4 separate regions of the Mus musculus genome follow, and regions 1, 2 and 3 are each linked to region 4. A link is a contact called in public Hi-C and Micro-C data. All regions are on one chromosome and are shown on one strand. The core of a region is the stretch at or near the end of the contact, and the rest is flanking DNA. Distances in the headings are between cores, read along the strand shown.

Evidence for each region. A called contact is a pair of places that touch in the nucleus more often than the background predicts.
Region 1: a Micro-C map of muscle stem cells shows a contact between it and region 4, with 6 times the contacts expected there. The contact joins two enhancer-like sites. A contact is called at or near these places in 6 of 484 Hi-C or Micro-C datasets (the C2C12 cell line, embryonic fibroblasts, muscle stem cells and 1 more), 5 of 115 datasets of contacts at active chromatin or transcription factors (CD8 T cells, the NIH/3T3 cell line, cardiomyocytes and 2 more) and 2 of 9 other capture datasets (adipose tissue and liver).
Region 2: a Hi-C map of the C2C12 cell line shows a contact between it and region 4, with 2.1 times the contacts expected there. The contact joins two enhancer-like sites. A contact is called at or near these places in 3 of 484 Hi-C or Micro-C datasets (the C2C12 cell line, bone marrow-derived macrophages and muscle stem cells) and 1 of 9 other capture datasets (adipose tissue).
Region 3: a Hi-C map of cumulus cells shows a contact between it and region 4, with 2.8 times the contacts expected there. The contact joins two enhancer-like sites. A contact is called at or near these places in 6 of 484 Hi-C or Micro-C datasets (the C2C12 cell line, cumulus cells, embryonic fibroblasts and 1 more), 2 of 115 datasets of contacts at active chromatin or transcription factors (CD8 T cells and bone marrow-derived dendritic cells) and 2 of 9 other capture datasets (adipose tissue and liver).

Annotation. Positions count from the first base shown.
Region 1 is chr16:24,492,603-24,497,996 of GRCm38.p6, reverse strand. All of the region lies in intron 3 of Lpp (LIM domain containing preferred translocation partner in lipoma), which reads right to left. Among named protein-coding and RNA genes, the nearest start is that of Gm24440, 89 kb to the right of the region's middle. Within about 2 kb of position 2,341, at least 100 of the 459 cell types and tissues checked have an H3K27ac peak or open chromatin away from gene starts, as enhancers often do. A contact at or near this core is called in the C2C12 cell line, the NIH/3T3 cell line, adipose tissue and 2 more, where this site is marked.
Region 2 is chr16:24,911,452-24,917,497 of GRCm38.p6, reverse strand. The region is part of intron 10 of Lpp (LIM domain containing preferred translocation partner in lipoma); the gene reads right to left. Among named protein-coding and RNA genes, the nearest start is that of Gm52245, 27 kb to the left of the region's middle. Within about 2 kb of position 3,612, at least 143 of the 459 cell types and tissues checked have an H3K27ac peak or open chromatin away from gene starts, as enhancers often do. A contact at or near this core is called in the C2C12 cell line, adipose tissue and muscle stem cells, where this site is marked.
Region 3 is chr16:24,510,943-24,516,868 of GRCm38.p6, reverse strand. All of the region lies in intron 3 of Lpp (LIM domain containing preferred translocation partner in lipoma), which reads right to left. Among named protein-coding and RNA genes, the nearest start is that of Gm24440, 110 kb to the right of the region's middle. Within about 2 kb of position 1,503, at least 41 of the 459 cell types and tissues checked have an H3K27ac peak or open chromatin away from gene starts, as enhancers often do. A contact at or near this core is called in the C2C12 cell line and embryonic fibroblasts, where this site is marked.
Region 4 is chr16:24,732,136-24,737,808 of GRCm38.p6, reverse strand. The region is part of intron 7 of Lpp (LIM domain containing preferred translocation partner in lipoma); the gene reads right to left. Among named protein-coding and RNA genes, the nearest start is that of Mir28a, 93 kb to the left of the region's middle. Within about 2 kb of position 4,313, at least 49 of the 459 cell types and tissues checked have an H3K27ac peak or open chromatin away from gene starts, as enhancers often do. A contact at or near this core is called in the C2C12 cell line, the NIH/3T3 cell line, adipose tissue and 2 more, where this site is marked.

The DNA of each region.
Region 1 (5,394 bases), core at 1,092-3,591, 240 kb after region 4:
AGAGGAAAATGTGAGTTTAAGAGAAAGGCTTGTTTTTCTTAATACTCTCTGTGTGTTTGTGAGTTAGTGCTGATGGAAATTAGGAAGAACTGAATGCAGAGCTCTAAACGCTGAAGGATACAGCTTCCCTTCACTACAGATATCCCAGAGAACAGTCAAGTTTTATCCATCACCAGACATGAACACTGGAAAAGAGCCTAAAGGACAAGAGGGCACCTGGGCAGACTGGCACATGCACACAACATGATGCTGCTCACTCAGGAGGCTCAAGCGGGAGGCTGACAAGTGTGAACCCACTTTAGACTTTGTAAAGAGCCTTTGTCTTCACACAACCACACAGAGGCAGAGACAAGGGGCACTGGTGCTATCTGTCTCTAACTGGGGAAACAGATAGCACCGATAGCCTTGGGAGCCAGGGCCTAGAGGATGACTGCAAATTCAAGGCCAGCCTGGTCTACAGGATAAGTTCCAGGCCAACCAGAGCCACAGATTTACACTACATAAACTATCAGGTCCTTTCCAGGTCTTGATTTGTGGTTTACTTCAGAATATCTGCACAGAGCCCAAAGCTTGGCACTAAACAAAAATTAAGAGAATGATTAGTTCGTCATTGCCCTAAATAAGTGAAGGCAGGCACGCACGAATGAGCAGTCAGCAACCAGAACTCCTTACCACTATTGTCCATCAGCGGGGCAGGCATAATTCAGCTGAGAAGAGAAACAGACTGACACATAGCCCTGCTAATCACAGAACCAGTCACCAAACATCACAGCATTCAAGACTAATGAAATAGCATCCCCTACCATCCTCTGGTCTGCATAGAGCTGTGTATGGGCACACCAGAGTGTGGGCCCTCATGCTGCTTTATCAGGAAAGCTAAACCTTAAACAAAAATAAAGGTACCAGCCTAAAACCACAAACACTCTCCATCCTGCCACCTTCTCACCAAATGCCCAACAGCTCTCTTTGAGCCTCACTGTGGTCATTAGTAAAATGAAGGTAACACTCACAAGCCTGCCACCCTTATGGACAAGGTATAGAGAGCTGGTGAATTACTGAATGTGGAAGGGGTTAGTCCACTGTAAAGCGCTTATAAGCCTACGTCATCTATCATACTCCCCAAAGGATTAGTCATGGTCAATAAATTATTACTGTTTATATGACTGGTCTTTCCTGTGGTTTCCTCATAATAGCACCACGCATTTGTAACCATTAAAATTTATGCTTTTACTGAAGCAGAAGATGCACTGGTCTCGGTGTCCCTACGTCTACCTCTGAGCTATTTGTAGAGACTGCTAGAGAATCCCAGAAATCGTGCTTGCTCTTTACCCTTCGGTTCTGGCCCTGAGAAGAAGTCAACATGCACAGTGTTCAGTGCCTTCATTCTTTTATACTGTACAGCACAAAGTGCTCACACTCAGGTCATCTTTAAGATGGTGCCACCCAGACAAGCAAACGGTTGCCCTCGACGAGCACCATGGGTTGGAACTAGGTGATAAAGGGGAGTCAGACGCTACACGGAAGAATCTGATCTCGATATTACAGTGAACACCTAAGGCAAAAGTGTGGCTTTGTCTGGGCTCTGTTTGGTGTTAAAGAACACAATGGCAATTTGATGCAAATCGATCCACTTGGTACTGCTGAACAAGAAGGAACAACATGAAACACAAAGAAACTGATCTGTAGGCTTTGGGGCTAGAAGAGACTTTCAAGGACCAATCGTATTTGCCAGACAGAGAAATGAGGATCTGGAGAATGAAGCATGACTCAAGAGTGAGCTCTGACATGGCTTCCCCAGAACACAGACCTCTTGTCTCCCGATCTCTCCAAAGCAACCCCTCTGTTATACAGCTTCATCTCTGCCCTCCCCTTTCTCCCAGGACCAGGGGGCTGCTCTATAGCCAGCCTAAACTGTAACAGGGAAATGTAGTTCCTGCAGGGTCCTTAACAAGGGAAAGGGGGACTCCTAATGCCCTATGGCTTTCTCAGAGCAGTAACTTTCTACAGTTACTTGGGATAGACAAGCTGCCATTGCGATATAATAACCACAAGGCTGGAAATCTGTCAAGAATTTCCTTTATCTTCTGTCAGAGAAAGTTCCTTTATCTTATGTTAGAAATACACCTTGCGAATGGGGAGAGGTCAGCGTTGACTACAACCATCTACCAAAAGGGTAAGTCACAGATGCCCGTAACAAGACTACAGCACTTAGGGATAACAGATTGCAGAACCCATAAAGACAGAAAGCATTCAAAGCCTTTCATTGCCTCACACGCAGATGACCACACTCCATTCTTCTCTCAGTCTTATTTAACATCTGTGACAGCCCAGTGACTCATCCAGTCCCTGCCTGGAAAACTCTCTCATGCCCAGTTCCATCTTGTAGAGTGCAGGGAAGCAGTGGGACCTCCCTCCTGCTGGCCCCACTTCTCCCATAAAGCAGGCTGAATGGATAAGAGCAGCAATGACTGGGCAAGGCCATGGAAAGGCTGCATTGAATTAGTGTAAAACTGTGGTGTAAACCTGCGCCATGTACTAGATGCCTCCCTACACACACTGATTGTCCAGAGATAAGAGAATGGGGAAAGGAGGTGGACCAAGGTGGAAGAAAGGCATAATGTGCCTAGGATCGAGAAAAGCTCTGCCAAGCACAGGGAACAGTCTGCCAAACATACTTAAGGAAGTCACAATGGAAATGCAAAGCCAGTATTTATTCTGTCTTTTTAGTTCAAGTCACAGAAAGTATCTGGAAGAATTAGAAAATGCTTTGTTTGGGGAATTCCACAGGAAATGAAATTATCTCAGACAAAATTAGAAGGAAAGCAAACAGATACGTTAGATGTCTTGGAGATCACAGCATCCAGCCACTTCACGGCTGAAAAAGGCACGCCAGGAAGAAAGTGCGTTTCACAGTTGAATGGCAGTCGAACTGGGCAGAAAACCTATGTCTGCTGGCTGTAAGAATGATTTCTTAGTTCCCATCCCATGCTAGCATTGATTTGAACACTAACTGAATTAAGCCGACTCATGTCTGAAGAGCAAAGGGAAAATAAACTTTTCCCTGTGGCAGATGCCTGGAACACTGGCTTCTTTCTCAGAACTTCACAGTTCATGTCCTACATAACGTGGAAATCAAGGAGCAAGCGCCCTGTTTCTTCAGTAGTGCACGTACATTTCTTAGCAATGCATTGCATGTCTGGCATCCTCGTCGGCTCCCTCTCCTGCTCCTCTTATTACCATATTAGGCACTGAGTTCCAATGTCTGGGTCACAGGACTCAGGCTGTGAGTGTGAGTGCAATCTGCTCTCTGAGCTGTTTGTCTTTACTGGAAGCCCACTGAGTCCATCTAGGAAACATTCACAGAAATGCAGAGGGCAGGGAGAAGTGATTCACACCCTGAACTTAGAAAGGGGAGAAACGGTGCTTTGGTTTGGTTTTGATTTGTTTTCTTATGCTCACTTAAAGGGACGAGAACCAGATTGGAAGAGAGGGCGGCAAGGTTAGCAAATCTCAGAGGCTTCTGTTCTCCACCGTGGAAACACGGGCCATGGATGAAGCTGTGTGAGGAGAGATTCCTGAGGCCTTGTGAGAAAACTCAAACAAACAAACAAACAAAAACAACAACAACAACAAAACCCAAAAAACAAACAAACAAACAAACAAAAACAAGACAAAAGTCTTGTGAAGTAAGTTTCTTTAAAACAAAGAATGCGATTTTGTGTTCCCCCCACGTGAAGGCATGGGAATGAGTTTACTGCAGCTGTTTTAGTCACGTGCCTCTATGGGAAAACATTTCTTGTCGTGTCCTTTTCATTGTGCATTTAACTCTGGCGACTCTTCTTAACCCTCAGCGTATAAACTGTCCAGTGCTCTAAATAAAGTTGGCTATTACATGAGACTTTAATCAGCTTCCCTTTTAGGTCCCACTCTCCCAGGTTCAAGCTGCCAACGGGAGCAATAAAACCTTCACAATTGTATGTATCTGTCTATGGATGTGTGTCCAAGAGCACAGCCACGCTTGTGTGTTTGGAAGTGAGAGCTGTTGTAAACTTAAGTGCTAGGGGGGAAAAAGTTCATTCCAAAGAAAGCAAGGCACAACTGCGTAGACAACCAGAGCCTGTGCTGAGCCTTTGTCTTCCTGCATGGCACAGGCACTTCTTCCACTGGTATCGACTTTCAATTTTTGGAAACTGCATTTCAGAAGTAAAAAAGGTATTTGAAATATCGCTGAAATTTTTATTCCATTTAAAACATTTTAGTTACCTACACATCCCAAAATCATATCAAACTTAGAAAGGTTTGACTAGGAAGACTAATTATTCTAGTGAAAAAGGGAAAAGAGGTCTTAGAAGTAGAAATCCCTTGCCCACTAGTACACAACTCAATAGGGTGGAAGCTTACTAATATTAATGTAAATGTATAAAATCTTGCGTTTTTAAAAAGAACCCGATGGAATGAAGAGAAAGGAAAAAGCGCTCTTTAAACTCTGAGCTCTGAACTCCATGTAAGACTCATACAGAATGTGGTCACCCACAAGACACCTTTCCTGGTTTTGGTATTCTATTCTTTATCTTTCTAGTAAGGACTGAGAACAGGCAAGGGTCACATTCTATACGGGAAAATCCCCCAGAGATGATTCTAATTAGAATCTGAGAACCTTCAGCTCTGTGAAGTTGAACAGTGAACAAGGTAATATCTGCCATATAATTAGTTATTCTGTAAAACAGACATAATCATTCCCATTTTATAGAGTAGTTTAAAAGATTAAACAGGCTTTTAATGAAGTATCTAACAGTGCTTGACATACAACTAAGCACTTAGTACCCTGAGCCTGTCAATAGCTTTACAATTCCTGCTGAATGACAGCGATTGCTGCAGTGCGAAGGCATGAATCAGAACCAGCAAGCTTAGGTTCAAATTCCCATGATTCTCTGCCACAAGTGAACTTGGGCAAGCATGCATAATCTTGTTCAGTTCAGTATCCATAGCCTCAGAGTCACCATAAGATTCACATGAGACCTTAGCTAGAAAAGTTCTCCAGAAATGTCTTTGCAGGGTGAGAATATGAAGTGTGATCACAAAGGGCAAAAAACTACAGCATCACATGATCACAGCTGGAACTGGAACACAGTGCCTCATGGACACAGCTGGAGCTAGAGCACAGTGTCACATGGACAAAGCTAGAGCTGGAGCACAGTGTCACATGATCACAGCTGGAGCTGGAGCACAGTGTCACATGGACACAGCTGGAGCTAGAGCACAGTGCCACATGGACACAGCTGGAGCTGGAGCACAGTGTCACATGATCACAGCTGGAACTGGAGCTGGAGCACAGTGTCACATGATCACAGCTGGAGCACAGTGCCACATGGACACAGTTAGAGAAGCATCAGC
Region 2 (6,046 bases), core at 2,363-4,862, 180 kb before region 4:
TAATAAAGATGGCAAAATTCCAGATGGCTGGCTTCTTCCTTACGCTCATGACACAAAACCCTGGTAAATTAAAACACAGGCCTGGACAGCTGATTCTCTTCTATCAGTAGGATTTTCAGGACATGTTTATTCAACAGTTGTGAGCTAGTCAGGTCTCCTGTTTAAACTGACCAATCCTAAATTATCGAAGACCCTTCAAAGGCTTAAAGCATAGCCAGCCGTGTGAGAGGCTTAGAGACCCATCAGGAGCAGGGCAGCCACATGAATTGGGAGCTATCTTGGTCTGTGACATTACCAAATTGGCAGTGACTGCATGAATTTGCTGCCATATTAGTTAATGCAATCATATGGCATAAACTAATATTCAATCATGAACCCAAATCTCCTGCCAATGTCTTCATATTTGGTGTGTGTGTATGCAGAAGCATAAAGGGCTGGTGGAGATGAAAGAGTCCAGCAAGGGCTCTATTTGAATGTGATTAGGTTGGTACATTTCCTATGTCAGAATAAGGAGGTAACACCAGACCTCCATGGTTTGGAAGTTTGGCACATTGCTTTACACAATATATTTGCTGGTTTCTAAAAGGACCTCAGTTGTCCCAGCCATGAGCTAGTTCCTATTGGGAGAAACTTGTTCACGCTCTTCCTCTTTAGATGTCATCTTAGGAAAGGCTTCACACTGTAATTCAAAATTCCTATAAACATACTGGATTCATCACTATTGAGTTCAGTGTTGGAGAGAATGGGAATCGGGAGAGATGGCTTAGCAATTTATAGCCATGGCTGCTCTTCCAGAGGACCTGGGTTCAATACCCAGCACCTACAAGGTACTAACTCCAGTCCTAGGATATGTTATGCCCTTATCTGTCCTTCACAGTACCAGGCACAAATAGGGTACACAGACTTATAGAATACATGTAGAATTCCCATACATGTAGAATAAATAAATTCATTAATTTAAAATAAAGAAAATCTATATTTTGATTTGGACATTAAAAAAAAAAAAAAGCAGCCCGTGTTCTGGCTTCTAGTTACCTGCTTGATTTGGAATGCTAATAATTCTTGTCTTTACTCCCTCACATCTTTTCCCAGGCAACAGTCAAATAAAATTACCAATTATTTTTGGAGTCTTTTTGATAGGCCCTTTGAGGAGAACCCCAACTGCCATAGCCAGTGTCCCCTTTCAGCTGGAAGGAGCCATATCAGTGACCATCCCAATTCCACAATAGCATTAAGGGATGCATCTTCATAGGAGAAAGGAGATGAGAAGACACGGATATGAGGAAGAAACTGGCCAGCTCAGGAGACTGCAAAGACCTCAAGGAAAACCAACTGTTCTCTGTCCAAGTTGGCCAAGACAGACATTGTAAACGTAACTTTTATTCTCCGGTAGTAACTGTTGTCTCCAAAGCTTACTGCCTCCTTCAGCTAATCTAGGCCTAGTTTTGGAAGCTTCTAGCCTCTGTACAATCTAATCTGGGGCTAGAATGTTTCCTGAGACTTACTGCTGAGCAAATTCATCCTTTCTTGGTCTTCCTGAACCCTAGCTGGCTGGTTCAACTCTCCTGTCCTGCTCTCCATGAACTCTAGAATATCCTGTACTGTGCGCTTTTCTTCCGGTGCTGTCTGTCTCTCCATTAAGCAGCTTTCCTTTCCCCCTCCTCTCTTTGGAGAGTTGGGCATATCCTATTCTGTCAAATCTTTCTCTGATTCATCACGTTTCCTGCCACTCAATTCAAACATGAGTGCTTCCTTCTACAAGCTAATGTTACCTTCATTGTTTGGGACTAAAGGTGTGTGCGAAGGGTATGTTTGTATTCCAGCCAGATGGATTAAAGGTATGTGCTAAGATCTGAACCACACCCTAACTAGAAGCAGGTTCAAGTATCCCGTACCAAGAAGTGTCCTTGGGCCTCATGATACACTCATCCTTGCCAGAGGCTTAGAGATGCCAAAAATGTTTAGGAGTCCTCATTCTTGATATGTTTCTTAAATGACTTTAAGGTCGCCTCTCCTAAAAAAGCAATGTTAGTGTAGCAACAAAAACTCCTTTATGAAAAAAAAAAAAACTTATGGTCACATGAATAGCATCTCTAGCCTGGGTGTAGACCTCACATCACAGTTGGAATGTGCCAATCATTTGGCCAAGGGATCCCCTCTTGAAAGGCAGCTCATCCCTCACCACTGTGAACAGTCAGATGGAATAGTAACTCTTTAATGAGATGCTGCAGCTTTCCTTACCATAACTCCTGTTCTTAGTGTAGAACCTTACCAGGCCACAGCCATACAGCTTTGCAATGGAAGTCTGCCTGCTGTTCTGAATCATTCAGACAAGGGTAATGTCTCCCTTTCTTTTCTATAGGAGAGGAAGGAGGAGGAGGAGGGGGAAAAGGGGAGGAGGAAGAGGAGGAGGAAGAGGAGGAGGAGACCTGTGTCACAGAGCAAGACAGAAAATGATCACTTTGAATCAATTTTCAAAGACAAGATGATGCTGGAATTGGTCATATAGCATTTAGGCATAAAAATGTGAACAAGATATTTCAGTACCAGGCATAGAATCAGAAAGGCAAGGTCAAACATGATTTCTTGGGGACTATAAAGGAGGCCAGGATCAGTATAGTATTAGACAGAATGCATGGGGTCAGACAACTGGGGTCAAACACAAACCTAATTCACAGAATTTCTACATGTAAAGGTTTAGACAATTCTATGATTTTAATTTATGAGCAACAATTAGTGTGTAGGAACAGTCACACATGAGGCATCATGGAAAGACAGACTGGACTGACTTACATACGTTACAGCCACTTGAATTGTCCCTCACTCCTATGGCATGTGGCAGTCTGGGAAAGAACATGCTGGGAGCCTGACTCTGGCTTTCTAGCAAACTATGACAAAGACAGGCTTCATGCTCTGCCGGCTTCTGTCCTGTTGTGCTTTGCCAAGTCACTGAAGCCCACAACCCTTGGTCGGCTCAGAGCCCAGAGCTGTATCTGTGTTTCCAGGACAGCTAGCTAAACACAATGCCTCTCAGAGCTACTCTATTTCTTGAGGAGAAAACACAATCAACAAATTTGTTGTCAGGGCAGATTTGTGAGGCTGGCAGTTTGAGATCTAATTTTAAAGCTTGTCCAAATTTTGGAGAGGAAACCTGCCATTTCAACAGGAAGAAAAGGAATGAAGATTAAGGAGGTCTAGCTCAGTCAGGATAGATATTTTTTTAAAAGATTATAAAAGGGGGAGCACCATGGCTCACACTGTACAGAAAAGTGGAGTATGCTGGCTTCAGAAGGATTTACGCTGGACCTCTTTCTGGAAACAAGTGCCAGGAAGTCATCTGTAATAAGCATTGCCTAACAGACAAAAAGACAGGGATGGCTCCAAGTTCAAGGTGTCTCTCCTAAATCATGTGATAGAAAATGCAGATGTGTTCACATCTGGAGCAGGAAACATGGTTTACTCTTTAGGTTGTATTTTAGCTGAGCCATGCTTTAATTTAAGCTCCTCTTTCTTTCAGCTTTAGAAAGTAAGGCGCTTCACAGAGAGAGATATGGAACACGGGGTGTGGCTAAAACCCACAACACTCAGGGAGCAGATTCTCTGTTCACTTACTCATGGTGCTGCCTCCGCCTCTTCCCTGCTGCCAAAGACCTTTCAGGAAAAGCTGGTAATGGATGAGTGTGTAAGAAATAATGAAATAGCTAAGCAGTCTTTGCCTTTTGGGAGAAAGCCCAAAGTCCTTAGCAAGACCTCTGTCCATCTCAAAACCCGCCTTACTTCAAGCTGCTCTCTCGGTCTCTGACCACAGTGGCCTCTTTCAGGTCCTCAAGTCAGCAAGTTCCACTGCCTGAGACGTCTAACCTCCTGTCCACTCCTCAGCTCAGTAAGGCATCACTTCCTTAGGAATGAGTGCCGTGACCCTTCTGTCTGTTCTTTATTGGAAATGAAAATCCTAAACCAGACTGAAAGTCTGCTTCACTGACTGTTCAACATCCACAGCTTACAAACAGCAGCCTCCTAGATGAGTTTTGTTAATAGGTAAATATATTTTTTCCTTCCCAAAAAATAAGGTGTCCCCAATTTTCAAAACAGAGAAATTAGAGGTTAAATTACCTAACTGGGGTGAACCAAGAACATATGTTTTAGTCACTGGTTCAAATTAGATTATTATAAGGAACACATATAGGAACAATATATAAGTTTATTTTACTTAGAGAAAGCTAAATCAACCACAGTTTGTTCTGAGGTACCACAGCTTCCTGTTTCAGACTGAACCACACCAATACGAATGGCTCTGGAATGGTGACAGAGAGCAAAGACAGGCTAGACATGCATCGAAGCATCCCTGCTTTGTGGCTCAGCTTAGTCATACTTCCAACCGTGTCTTGTAATTATCACCTGAGTCCCAGCCCATGGAGTATGGTAGAAGGAACATGGGGTCACTCTTCCAGGATGGCAATCAGCTGCAGCTCCTGATGAGACCCTGGCCACCATCTTTCCTCCTGTGTCCAAGGCTAAGGCTGTAGCCTGTGGGCCTTAGAGCTCTAGAGCAATGGTAGACCTGGCAGCAAAGTGGGTTCATGTCCCTGAGTCCACAAGTGGAAACCAACAAGGAGCCATTATTGAAAAAATAACTATTGTATTAAAGCACTAAGTTTTTAAATATGCAATAATAATATAACATAACATCAAAAACATATAGATGTAATATGTTGTCATTAATTTAACTAGTATTGGTGTGCTTATACACACACACACACACAGACACACACACACACTACCACCACTATGTGTGTATGGTGGTCAGAGGATAATTTTGGGCATCTGCTCTCACCTTCACCATGGGCTCCAGGCATGAGGGCAATAGCCTTGTGAAGCAAGCACTTTAAACTACTGAGCCCTGGGCCTGGCCTTGATGTTTATTGAGTTCCCTTCAATGTAAAGGTCATGGCCAGATCAGCACCAGCCTAAGGCTCTGATTTCTGGTGCAGCAGTCCTTCCTTCACTGCATAGACTAATTTCTGTCACTTTTCTCCTTTGTGCTGGGGCTTTTTTTCTTAAAAAAAATCCTTGGTTAGCACATGAAAATGCATTCGGAAAAGGTTGCTTTCTTTTCTTTGCTCCCTCCTTGTCCTACTGAGCCCAACAAAATATAAATTGAGAGCAAGACAGTGGCAGAAGACAGTACCTGAGTCATTCAAACTCTGCTGATCATTCACTTTAAATTAGACCCTCAATCAACCTAGGCCTCCCCACCCCAAAGTTTTTATACGATATTTTATTGTTATGTGATTCAAAACAATGCTAAACTGTCAATGTCAGGCCTCAAACTTGAAAGTCTGGTTCAATTGATCAAGGATATAGACCTCGGTACGAGAATTAAAAAATGAAAATTCCCATGTTAATTCTAATACAGCCAGAGGTCAGAAACACTGAACACACATTGAGAACTGCCAACTACCAATGCGAAGCACCCATGTGTAAGTACTGTAGCAGAGGATACAAGGCAATGTTGCCAAAACACTTCTTAAAACCAGGCTCATTTTATTTCCTGAACGATGCTATCCTTTCTTGTGACTTCTGCCCATTACTCATATGGTCTCAGCCAGAGGTTCATGAGAAATCTCTAAGAAAGGCCACCTGGATGTCAGCTAAGAAAAGGACTCCTGGCTGGGCATGGTGGTACATACCTGTAGTGCTAATGCATACCAGGCAGAGACAAAAGAATTGAGTGTTATGTAGAAGCCTGGGCTACATAATGAAACCCTGTCTCAAAAAACAAAACAAAAGAGAACCAAAAGAAACAAAACAATACCTATAGAAACCAGCACCAAATATAACCATAAAAAAGAAGAAAGGAAGGAAGGAAGGAAGGAAGGAAGGAAGGAAGGAAGGAAGGAAGGAAGGAAGAGAGGAAGGACAGAAATAACTGTCTCCTGTCCTGCAAGGGAAATTATACACTTTGTAAATCTACCACATAAGACAAGAATAAAAATAAAGTCCCTGGTAGGTAAAGGCATGTGAGTTCATGAAGGTTCCAGCTGTG
Region 3 (5,926 bases), core at 254-2,753, 220 kb after region 4:
GGACAGATGTAGCCCCTTAATGTGGAGGGAATGCCTGGGAGAACGTCAAATGGTTGCCATGTTGGCAAGCCCACTGAGCTGAAAGACTTAAAGACCTCTCTACAGTGCCTCTCTGCCTGGCATCTGCATCAGCTTTAACTGGTTTACAGTAAGTACAAAAGAACAGAGAAAGAACAGCAAATGGAACTTGAATGAGGATTGGTGGCCAACTGTTGGTGAGATGCAGGACTCTCAGTATGTCTCCTGCTCTAACACACACTGAATGATCACTGCCTCATACCTCCATGCTTCCACTGTTGCTCTTGCTCCTGGATAGCCTGGCATGGCCTTCCCACATCCTTTCCTGTCCCCATCCCAACCCCTCACCTTCTCACGTGCAGCCAGTTTCTGGAATTTGTTCTTTAAATGCTCCCTGCAAATCACCTCTTCCAAGTTTCTGTCCTCTGTCACTCTGAGGTCACACAGACATTCTAAATCTAATGTAAGTCCAATGTCGACAGGACTGAGACCTCCTGAATTATCAATGACTAAGTCCATTCATTTCCAAATCATCCTTTCCAGCCCTCTTCCATTCAGCCAAGTTAACAAACATTTACTGAGATCTTATGTGCCAGGTCTCTTATATTTTGTGCTGGCTAATTTCATGCCAACCTGACACACAAATGAAGTATCTGAAAGAGGGAAATTTCAATGGAGAAGATGCCTCCATAAGGTCCAGCTGTAAGACTCTTCTTAATCAGTGACTGATCCGGAGGACCCAGCCCGATGTGGATGGTGCCATCCCTGGACTGGCAGTCCTGGGTTCTACGAGCTAGGCAAGCAGGGTAAGCAATCTAGTATGTGGCACCCATCTATGGCCTCTTCATTAGCTCCTGCCTCCAGGTCCCTACCCTGTTTGATTTCCTGTCCTGACTTCCTTCAGTGATGAAGGAAGGAAGGAAGGAAGGAAGGAAGGAAGGAAGTGTAAATCAAATAAATCCTTCCCTTTCCCAACTTGCTTTGTGGTCATGATCTTTGACGGCAGCAGCAGGAACCCTAAGACACATTGACCATCATCTTTCCCACGAAGAAGATATAATCCTCAGTCTCAAGCCCACACAGGGCTGTACCCACAAAGGTACACCATTCCAAGATCATCATACTGTCTGGGGTGTAGCCATGAGAACTCATCTACTGAAGCAGAGCAGCAGATGCAGATGGAAGTGAGCCACTAGGACGCTAATTCAGACCATGTGCTTTTAGGTTTGGAGGAGGAAAAGAATTGCCACTGAAGGAGTGGGAGCAGTCACAAGAAGAAGGCAAAAAGAAAGTCCTAACGGGCACTGCTCCACGGAAAGCCTAACTGGTCGATGTGAACAAGACTCCCATCCCCAAACTTGCTTTGAAAACAGAGGTCTGGATAACTGTGGTTTTGTCACTAGATGAATAACAAGCCCTGAGGGTTGCTAGAATTTCAAGACCCAGACCAGATCCACTCAAATATAGCTGGAAGCTTTCTAGTAACTCTAACGGTGCATGGGCAATGAGCTGCACAGAGAAGTGAGTCACTTACTGGAATCTGTGCTGCCTACATTACTCAGCTGATATTAATACACCCACTTGTTCATTAAAGTTTAATTGGAGTTCATGTGAATTGGTTTCACTGGATACTTAATCAAAGAGGACTGTTAGTGTACAAAGGGCACACTTGCAAAGGTGGAAAGGCAAGTCCTCTCTTGCCTCCAAGCACGTCCACAAGGATGAGGCAAGGACCGATGAGGAAGAGGAGCAGCCGCTGTCTAGACTCACCCCAAAGCAAGAAAGAGTAAATCAAACATTCTGTGTAAAGGACCAGGAAGGAGCATTCTCCAACTCCAAAGCATGACCAGAATCCACCCAGGATACAAATGCTAACACACTTAAACCGGAATGTGCTCCTTCTAAACCCTTCTGGATTCAGTAACACGGCTGCGGGGCTCCTTTTCACCTCCAGGGCACCTGTCTTCCAGCTGTATATCTTTATTTTTAAAATGGGTGGATAAGAAAATTAACCATCATTCAACATAATCACACACTTCTCTTGTGCTGACAAGCAAACCATGAACACAATCCCAAACGCCTATTTATACAATCAGGGCTGTCAGTACCCTGTTATTTCTTATCGGATAGCTCATTAATCAACATTTTAGGAAGTATTAGTTTTTAAGGCTCAAAAAACAGACTGTGTGCAAAGTAAAGAAGAAATAGATTTGGGGTTTGGTGGATTTGATTATCTCATCAGCATTTTCTTATTTCTGTTCATCATTGTTAATATGCAAGACAACTTTGCCCCCAAACAAATCAAGGTGAGGTAAAAACTTGGCAATATACCCTATTTTGATTCCCTAAAGGAACTTGGAAAGCTTTTGACTGAAGGGCAGACTAAATTTCTTCATAATGATACTGAGATGTAATTCATATACAAAATAAAGTCAGAGACTTGTACTAACATCACCGTAATCTAACTTAAGGATATTTTCAAGGTTTCCAAAAGTAACCGGTATCATCCAATCTGAAGAAACAGAAGAATGTAAGCCAAAGAGAGGAAAATCCTTCATTGTCCTCTACGCTACCCTTGCCACAAAAGCTTCATTTCTAAACTTGTGTGAAGTGGAAGAAGGGGTGTAGGATATACAGACTCCTGTGAAGGTAGAGAATACGCAGGTATATGACCTTAAAACATACACGCTGATATATATCTGATGCATAAAGCACACTAAAAAGTATCACTAGACTCTGTAGACCTCAACAAAGACCATCGAACTCAGAAATTCAAGGGATCGAGAAAGTCAGCCACACAAACGGAAGCCTATTCCGTTTGCTTCTGCTGCAGCCCTTCAAGAAGAGAACAGTACACTCAGAAGTTGCCGCACGAGAAACTACACAGTACGATGGAAGAAAACCATGATCCATAACGTGCATTCTCTGCTCCAGACTTCCTAGGTGCCTCAGACTCTGAGGGATTCCAAAGCATTTGCCTAAGAGAATATAATTCTTTCCACTTTCAAGCAAGCAGAGTGCTTGGACTTCCAAGCGAGTCCAAGTCAGCAAGAAGTTCAGGAGCATTTCCCATCCCTCTGTCATCTCGGCTGAGGACATGTTGGGCTCTCTAATAAAACCAGCCTGTAATCAGAGCTGGATCCTAGAGTCACTTTGGTTGGTTTGTTCTGTTGTTGCTGTTGTTGTTTGCTTTGCGGTTTTGTTTTGTTTTCTTATGTCTAGAAACATAATCTCTCATATCCAACATTTTTATTTTCATGCAAACCCAAAGTCATTAATATGCTGAAGGAGAACTTCTTCCGCTTAACATTTCTGCCAGCATGAAACTCTGCGAGGTGCCCATCCAGGTTTCGCATCAGCATGAGTGCGCCTCTTTAAATTCATACAGCAGGTTTGCACATCCTGTTTCCTAATCACCATGCAAAAAGGGAGGTTTGCCTTCACCTCTCCTGTTCATTAAAGCAAGTTTCAGGAAATACTTTGACATTTGAATTTTTTTTTTTTTTTTTGAGAAACACATGCTGGTTTAACTGAAAGTCCTAGAGTTTTAATTATATTTATACTTAATTCTTAGCAAGTTATAGATGGTTTTAACCAACCTACTTGAAGAAGAAAGTTAAAATGATTATTATTAGGATAAATTCCTACTTTGTATAATCTGGTAGCACTTGGTAACATTGACCCCACTGAACTCAAGGCAAGGTGGCAAAATGGATCCCACCCCAGAGTCAAATGCTCTGGGATTGCATCCATCATTGCTTCAAGGAAACCCCCTGTGCCTCCCTCCATGAGCCTCAGTTACATACTATAGAAGGGCACTCCAGAGAATCGCTGCCTTGTCTGCCTCTTAGCGACACTACAAAGTACACAGAAAAAAATCTGTGTTCAAGTGCTTTAGAACCAGAAAGCCCCACACTCAGCAGAAGGCTTCATCTTAACGTCCTTTCCTATAAAGGTTTCGTTCTAATGATATGAGCAAGTGTTTCTATTTTGAGTAGGTAAGACAATGCCCCCAAATCCATACTATCAATTCCAGGAAAACACACATACACACACCACACAGAAACACTGTCCAGCTGCTGCTTGGAACACGGAGGCACATAAAACATGGGATCCTAAAGCAGCCACCAGCACAGAGTCCATGTCCGCAGAGCACCTGGAAAACTGTCTGCAATATGCCCACTCGGAAAAGCTGCCTGATGGACCTAAATTAGAGTGCATTACTATTGAAGACATTTCTACCCGGCCCCCGCCTGGTACTTTCGAAGTTTGTCAATGCTTTCTAGAGAAAAGAAATGTCAGACAGCTCTAGGACAGGCTTCAGGCGTGTACAGTTCAAGGAAAGAGAGAACCAGCCAAGAAGAGCCAGAAAAATACCACTCTTGGCCCACTTTTGGCCAGTGAACTGGCCTGTGGTAGGCACAAAGCAACTTTCCACCACAGTTTATCAGGCACAACGTGGGTTCCATTCCACTCCTCTACTGTCACTTAGGGTCCCTGTTCCCTTCACTATCTGCAGATATCAGAGGTCATAGACAAAGAAACCCAAAGCTCTTCCAAGGACATCAGTGGCTGTGCAATTGCCACTTCTACCTCCAAAGCTAAACTTTTTCATTGTCCTTGAGTAAATGGGCATGAATCTACAGGGTCCTTTTTCCACTGAAGCCCAAGAAAGCAGAAAGAGCTAACGCCATAAGAGATGTTATGTCCTAAGTACTATTCTATGTACATTATTTTCACTCATTTAATCCTCACAATGGAACTTATTTCACTGATGGGGAAAATGGAACACAAAGAAGTTGTTTTCCAAGGTCACATTTTATAAGGTGCACTAAACTTAGACAAACACCTTTGGTGGCTGTCCCTTACCAGAACACAAAACTGCTTCCTCTAAGGCAGCTCAAGTGCTGCTGGACACCCACCACAAACCATGGGCTTCTGCTTGCTCTCATGTGCCATTTAGTGTTTGTTTGTTTTTCAAAGTTATTCCCACAATGGTACTGGGAGAGAGAATTAATTCCACAGTGGTATTAAGATAAGTCAAAGCAGATGCTGAAACCCCATGAACCCGTTTAACTGAAGTTTTAAAACATTAAAAAAGTTTCCTGCCAGTTTCAAATTCTTTGGTTTTTTTTTTTTTTTTTTTAATTATTTGTTCTTGAGTGTCTAGACTAACCCTGACATCTTATTGTACTCTGGGTCACCTTTCTCCATTAATTTATTAATTTACTTCATTTGCTAAGTCATCCAATCACAAGTGTGTTAGGAGCTTGGCTATTAGTCAGGTGTCAAGGTCAAATTACTTAGGCTCTCCTCCCTACACTTCCTCATCTACACACTCAGAAGATAACCAGCAACCATGGCTCTGGGTTGTTACAACACTTAAATGAAGTGATACATGCAATGCACAGAAGTGATTGGTATACAGTAAGTACACCATAGGTGCTCACTCAGTGCATAACTGGATACATTATGGAAACTAAATGACATAAGAAAAGAGTCTAGCTGAGTTCCTACCATATGGTAGGTCCTGGAGGAGGAGAACATTATCAAGTTATTATTGCTATTCTGATGGTAGAGACATGTCTCCCGTCTAATGCCCCATCTGAGTTAGCCTATAAACCCCAAGTCGACTACACACAGCCTTTCACATTAGAGACATTCCAGTTGGTGAGGATTCAGCCTTTCCTGGAACTTACTGAGCAAACAAAAATGTAAGATGCTAAAGTAACTTATCTCAAAGTTTACGAGCCTCAATTGTCCATTTTCACCAAAAATTTTATCTTCAATTTGAAAATTATCACTGTAATTTCAGGCTAAACCACAGTAAAAAGCCTCAATTTAATGTTCTTATTTATTTCTGATATCTTTCTCCAGAAATAAAGATGAAAAATGACTTCTAAATCCC
Region 4 (5,673 bases), core at 3,064-5,563:
AGAACTGTTTAAAAAAAAAAAATCCCCCGAAGCTTAACAGTAAAGTACAGTGGCTCCTCATGAATGCTGAAACTTCTGTCACACGTGTGCTTGCCCGCCCCTACCCAAGTTCTACTTCTGTAAATACCTGAGGCAGGAGGTTAGAATTCTCCTTCTCCATGTAAAAGAGATACAACTATATGGAGGTTAGGGGAAAGGACTAGGTTTGCAGAGATCAAGATTTGAAGAGGAAAGACAAACCATACCATTTTGAGTTCCCCAAGAGAAGGGAATCGGCCTGGGGCTGTCCCTCCTCGTAAACTGCCACTTGATTTGCTTGCACAAACAGCCATGCAGAAGCAGCAGCTACTCAAGGAGCCACCACAGAAACAAGAGCCTTATATTTTGTTTTCTTCTACAAAATGAAAGCTGTGGTCAGCGTATGAAAATCCACATGCAGTAAGTGAGACAGCCACGTTATGAACAGTTCTCAGACATTCACTAATGCCTAGCATGGCCAAAGCATTCCACAACATATGACAAGAGAGCAGGGTCAATAGGCAAGGGTTCTTTGGAACTTACAGTGGGTGCCGTGAGAATGATCCTTAAAAGCGGGAAAGAAAATACCCACAAGATGGAACGTGAGTGCTTCGTACGTGTAAGAGCAAAGATACGGAAGAAAACAGCAAGGTCCTGACAATGAGCTAGGAAGAGGAGTTTGCTGAACAGCTTTAAGGTATCTATGATGACAGCCATGAAAGGCTGGGGCATAACCAGGGTTCCTTGCACAGAGATGAGCATGTGAATTCACAGCATAGCCCAGTGTGTTTGTGGCAGGAGAGGAAGAATCCACAAAGACATCCTGCCTAAGAGAGACACTATGGGCTATTCCTCATGTACTCCTAGGACACAAGTGAAATCCAAACTGGGTTCTATTGACTTCAGAGTCTGCTTCCCTGATTATTGTAGTGTACTCCTGTGCTAAGATAAAGTGAAGAGGAGGCATACAGGAATCTGCTCGGGCAGAACAGATTGGTACATGAACAGGATGGAGCTGGGTATAAACAACTGGTTATAAGGATTGCATCTTTAGAAAGGTACAATTCATATGCAGTGTTCACCCCAGAAAGCTCTGTGCTGAAAGCTTAGCTTACCAGTCATGAGAGATGACAAGATCACAAAAATGCTATTGATTCAAGGATTGATCTTTTGGTTCATAGCTGGATGTACAACTAAGAGATAGGGCCTAGCAGCAAGAAATAGGTTGCATGGGGTGTTAGGGAAACTGACCTGTCCTTCAACCCTGCACCCCTCCCCCCTTCCCAGACTTCCTCTGATAAGCATTGCCCCACCATGCCTTCCAGTTGCCATGATGCTCTGACCCAGTTCAGGCCTACAGCACTGTGAGCAGATAATCTGTGAAGTGATGTGGCAAAATAAATCCTTCCTCCTTTGTTTCAGGTAACAAATATACCCATGGTCCATGGGAGCCTACAGTGATCTGAAATCTCTGACCCATGGTGAAGACAGAGAGAAGTAAGCAATACAGAAAATATTTAGGAAAGGAGATTCTGTCTGGGACAGTGAAGCCTAGAAAAATTATCCAAATGTCTTGCTAAGGGAGCTGGCTAGTCAGTGACATTATGTTAACCAACACATAAGAACAGACTCTGGAGAGAGACTGGCTTTCTTTCGACACGGGGAAGCTTAGAAGAAGCATTTGAAGTGCAAGAAATGAAGTAGAGCATAGTCCTATAACACCATGACAACACTGGTAGCTGAGGTCACCAATAGGCCTTACAAAGGATGTTCTGACTCAAAGGGAAAGCACATTTGAGAGGCACAAGAGGAACAGCTAAGGTGATTCCTAAGTGGGACTGCTCAGGAAGGAGGAAAGTAAAGGAAGGGTGTGGCATGTAATAGCCTTAAGTGGTCACTGAGGACTGAAGGAGCCTCAGGATTGGTACTGGGCAGGCCTGCTGTGAAACTCTGAAAGAGGCCTACAAAAGGAGGATGAGAAGAAGGGCCAGAAGCCCAGAGCTGCAGATTCCTGGCTGGACAAGAAAAGAAATACAGACATTGAGTGGAGGTAGACATGCTCAAGAAGTTGAGGGGAGAGAAAGAGAGAGAGAGAGAGAGAGAGAGAGAGAGAGAGAGAGAGAGATAGATTGGAAGAAACACAGGAGTGTGATGTTCATATGATGTTAACTTTATGAGTACAGAGTTAAAATATGGACAAGCAATTACAAGATTTAGGCTATGTTGACTGTAGCTGGGTAGAAACACAGCAATGAGGGAGCAATAATCAAGAGCCCATCAAAAGGGTACTGATATGCTCTAAAAGGACTGGATGCAGACAGTAGAGCAAGCTATATGCTGTGTGGTCAGAGAAGTAAAGGAGACAATGTTATCATAGGATAACAATGATAACAGTGTGGAACACTTACATCACAACTCCTGCATCTATGACTCCAGGAACTTGGAGGAAGAGGGGTTAGAAAGACTCTAAGAGTCAAATACCACGACAAGGGCTCTAATGGCCATGTAGAAGAGGGAAACTTTCAAAGGATTCTACACCAAGGCTAAATCTATAGGCTGCTAGCAGAGGGAGGATTAGTACCTCGCAGAGTGAGCCCTTCAATAAAAGTGGTTAGCCATGAAACTCTATACACAGAAAAAATACAATATATGGACTCAGCAAGATGTATCCATATAGTCTTGATTTCATATATATGCTTGTGTGTGTATGCAAGAGTAATAATCAAATAAAAAGGCGTGATCAATTTGATAATGGGTCATGAAAGTAGCTGGAGGGTAGCTATCTGGGAGAAGTTGGGAGAAGAAGAGGGAAAAGAAAATGAGGTAATTCTATTTAAATTAAAAAGTTATTAAAGATTTTAAAAAAGATAATCTTTTAGTTCAATTGCTATCATCGAAAAGCAGAATGTAAGAATAAGGCTAAGGAGAAGAGGCAACAGCCAACCCCACAAAGACTGAGAACAGGCAGTCACTCTTGGACAAGCAATGTTTCTCTTTCATCTCAGGTTGGAAGATCACCATTTTTTGCTTACTGTCCCTGGGACCAAACAGGAATTGGAGGCATCTAGATTTCATTAAAATCCAATCAACTGGCTTCAAGGAAGTGATGGTCTGGGAAGACCTGAATGAACCAGTTGTCAGCCAGCCTGCTGCTTTTAACACCCTACTGTGTGGACTTCTGTTTTCCTAGTCAGTCCACAGATATCCTTCACAGCTAATCCCAATACATACCTCAGGCTGGTTCTATTTCTTTGACAAAACCTCTGGGACATTATGAGGGCTTCTGTAGATCTTTGACTTTGGGTAGAAAACAAATCATAACAAATATACTGGTGTCCCAAGACTAATATGCTCTCCTACTACATTAACATTTTTCACCATGTAAGAAAAATAGGCCAGATATTTTTAAAGAACCATGACTTCCTCCTAAGAATGTAGGAATGTATCTCCCACCAGCTTCAACAAGGTGGGGGCATGAATCTCCAAGTGCCACAGAACAAAGGGGAGCAAGTTCAAAAACAAAATTCCTCCCCAAATCAGGCAAATTGTTTTGAACACACACACACACATTAACTTTATGAGTACATAGTGTTTATATATAATATATATATAATATATATTATATATACATATATATACATATATATATACATATATATATATATACACACACACACAGACACACACAAGAAATTTATTGAGAACAGTACTTTGTTTCAACAGCATCATTCTTCAGGACAGTATATCAGGACAGTGCTTAAAAAAAAAAACCCACAATTGTCATTTTCTAGCCAATGGCTACATAGTAGCACTATGGTTGACAAAAACTTTTAAAGCTAAGCACTTACCTCCTTCTGTTTTTTTTAAACTCCATAATATTTAGAATAATAAAATTAGATCCTGACTAATTGACATTTTTTTCCATTTTTTATTAATTGCTTTAGTTTTCCCAACTTTTTTTCTTGATCACAGACTCCTGACAAATATACTTTTTTTTTTTCCGCATTGAAATACTTACAAAGAGAGTAAAGGATTTAAGAGCGCGCTGTGACATCTTAGGGCTGAGACTGGTGAGAACCAGGTTTCAAATGCAGGCGTCCTACCTATTTTCCTCCTTTTGTTCTTTCCTCTACATATTTCTGCACAAAAAGGCTTAGAGTACATCCCCATCCACAGAAATATATTCCTTGTAAATACTTCAGGGATGCTTTTGGCATGGCTTAGAGACTGCTCAGGCCACAAGAATCCATGTAGGAATGCTGGTTAGCAGAGCCTGCCTTGTCTGCTTTTTGGTAATACTCAGTGAAGGCCAAGTGCCTATGAATCATGACAAAATTATTCTTACTCTCTTATCACCTCTCCCCCTTTGGTAAGTGATTGACTATTAGACACAGGAAGTGCATGTCACTGAATAAATTATGAAAAGTCAAGACTCCATCTGGGCTGGAACTGAGAGAGAGGGAAGATCATTCATGATAGTAATGGAAGCTTCAGTGAGCCCTGGAAGGAACATCTACTTAATCCCAAACATACCCCAATGCTGAACCTGTGCTGCAGGCATTGAAGGCTCAGGTAGCTGTGGTATACTCTGCTACACCGTGACCCACTACAAGTGGCTGCAGAGCTAGCCTGGACTGCTGCAGCATGGACTGATCAAAGCAGGTAAAGTGTATGAAGGGGCTGCAGGAGCTGTATTTAAATCTATCAGAAAGAGTCCCAGGAAGGAAATAAGTTAAAAAAAAAAAAAAAAAAACCTCACACCATAGACGATATTTAGAGAAAATGAGAAGAAAAAATAGCTTAAGGTACTGGTGAGCAACATCCCTGACTGAGAAGAAACAAGCCAAACCAGTAAAAGTGAAAGCATAATAGGAAAGGATGTGGGAAGAGAAGGGGATGGAGGGAGAGGGAGGGAGAGGGGGGAAGAGAGAAGGAAAAGAAGGGGAGGGGAAAGGAGCAGGAACTGTTATCTCTGGGGAAGTAGAAAGAACTATTTCCTCAAATGCTGACATTCATATTTAGAATCCTAACTATTCCTTTGTTTTAAACATACTAGGTCAAGGATTCATATATGCAAGGACAAACCACTTCCTTTAAAGCAAAAACCTCACCTTAGTTTTCAGCCTTACTATAGTTGAGATCTAGGTTTCACAGTGTCAGCTGTGAAAGATACAAGGGACTGATTTTCTAGAAAGAAAGGGGGAAAGAAAGAAAGAAAGAAAGAAAGAAAGAAAGAAAGAAAGAAAGAAAGAAAGAGGAGAGAGACAGAGAGAGTGAAGGGAGAGAGGGAAGAAGGGAAAGAGGGAGGGAGGGAGGGAGGGAGGGAGGGAAGCAAGGAGAAAGGGACAGGGGAGGGAAGGAAGAGTAGGAAGAAAGGAAGGAAGGAAGGAAGGAAGGAAGGAAGGAAGGAAGGAAGGAAGGAAGGCAGGAAGGCAGGCAGGCAGGCAGGCAGGCAGGCAGGAAAGAAGGAAGGAAGGAAGAGAAAAAGGAAGGAAGGAAAAGGAGGAGAGAGAGAGGAGTAGAGAGGTAAGGAGGCAGAGAGAGACCTGGGGAGAGAGGAAGGGAAAGACCTAGAGAGGAATAAAATTATAGTTTATATCTTTATAAATATAGCCATACGAACTGCATATATCTAAATATGTATATACATGTGTA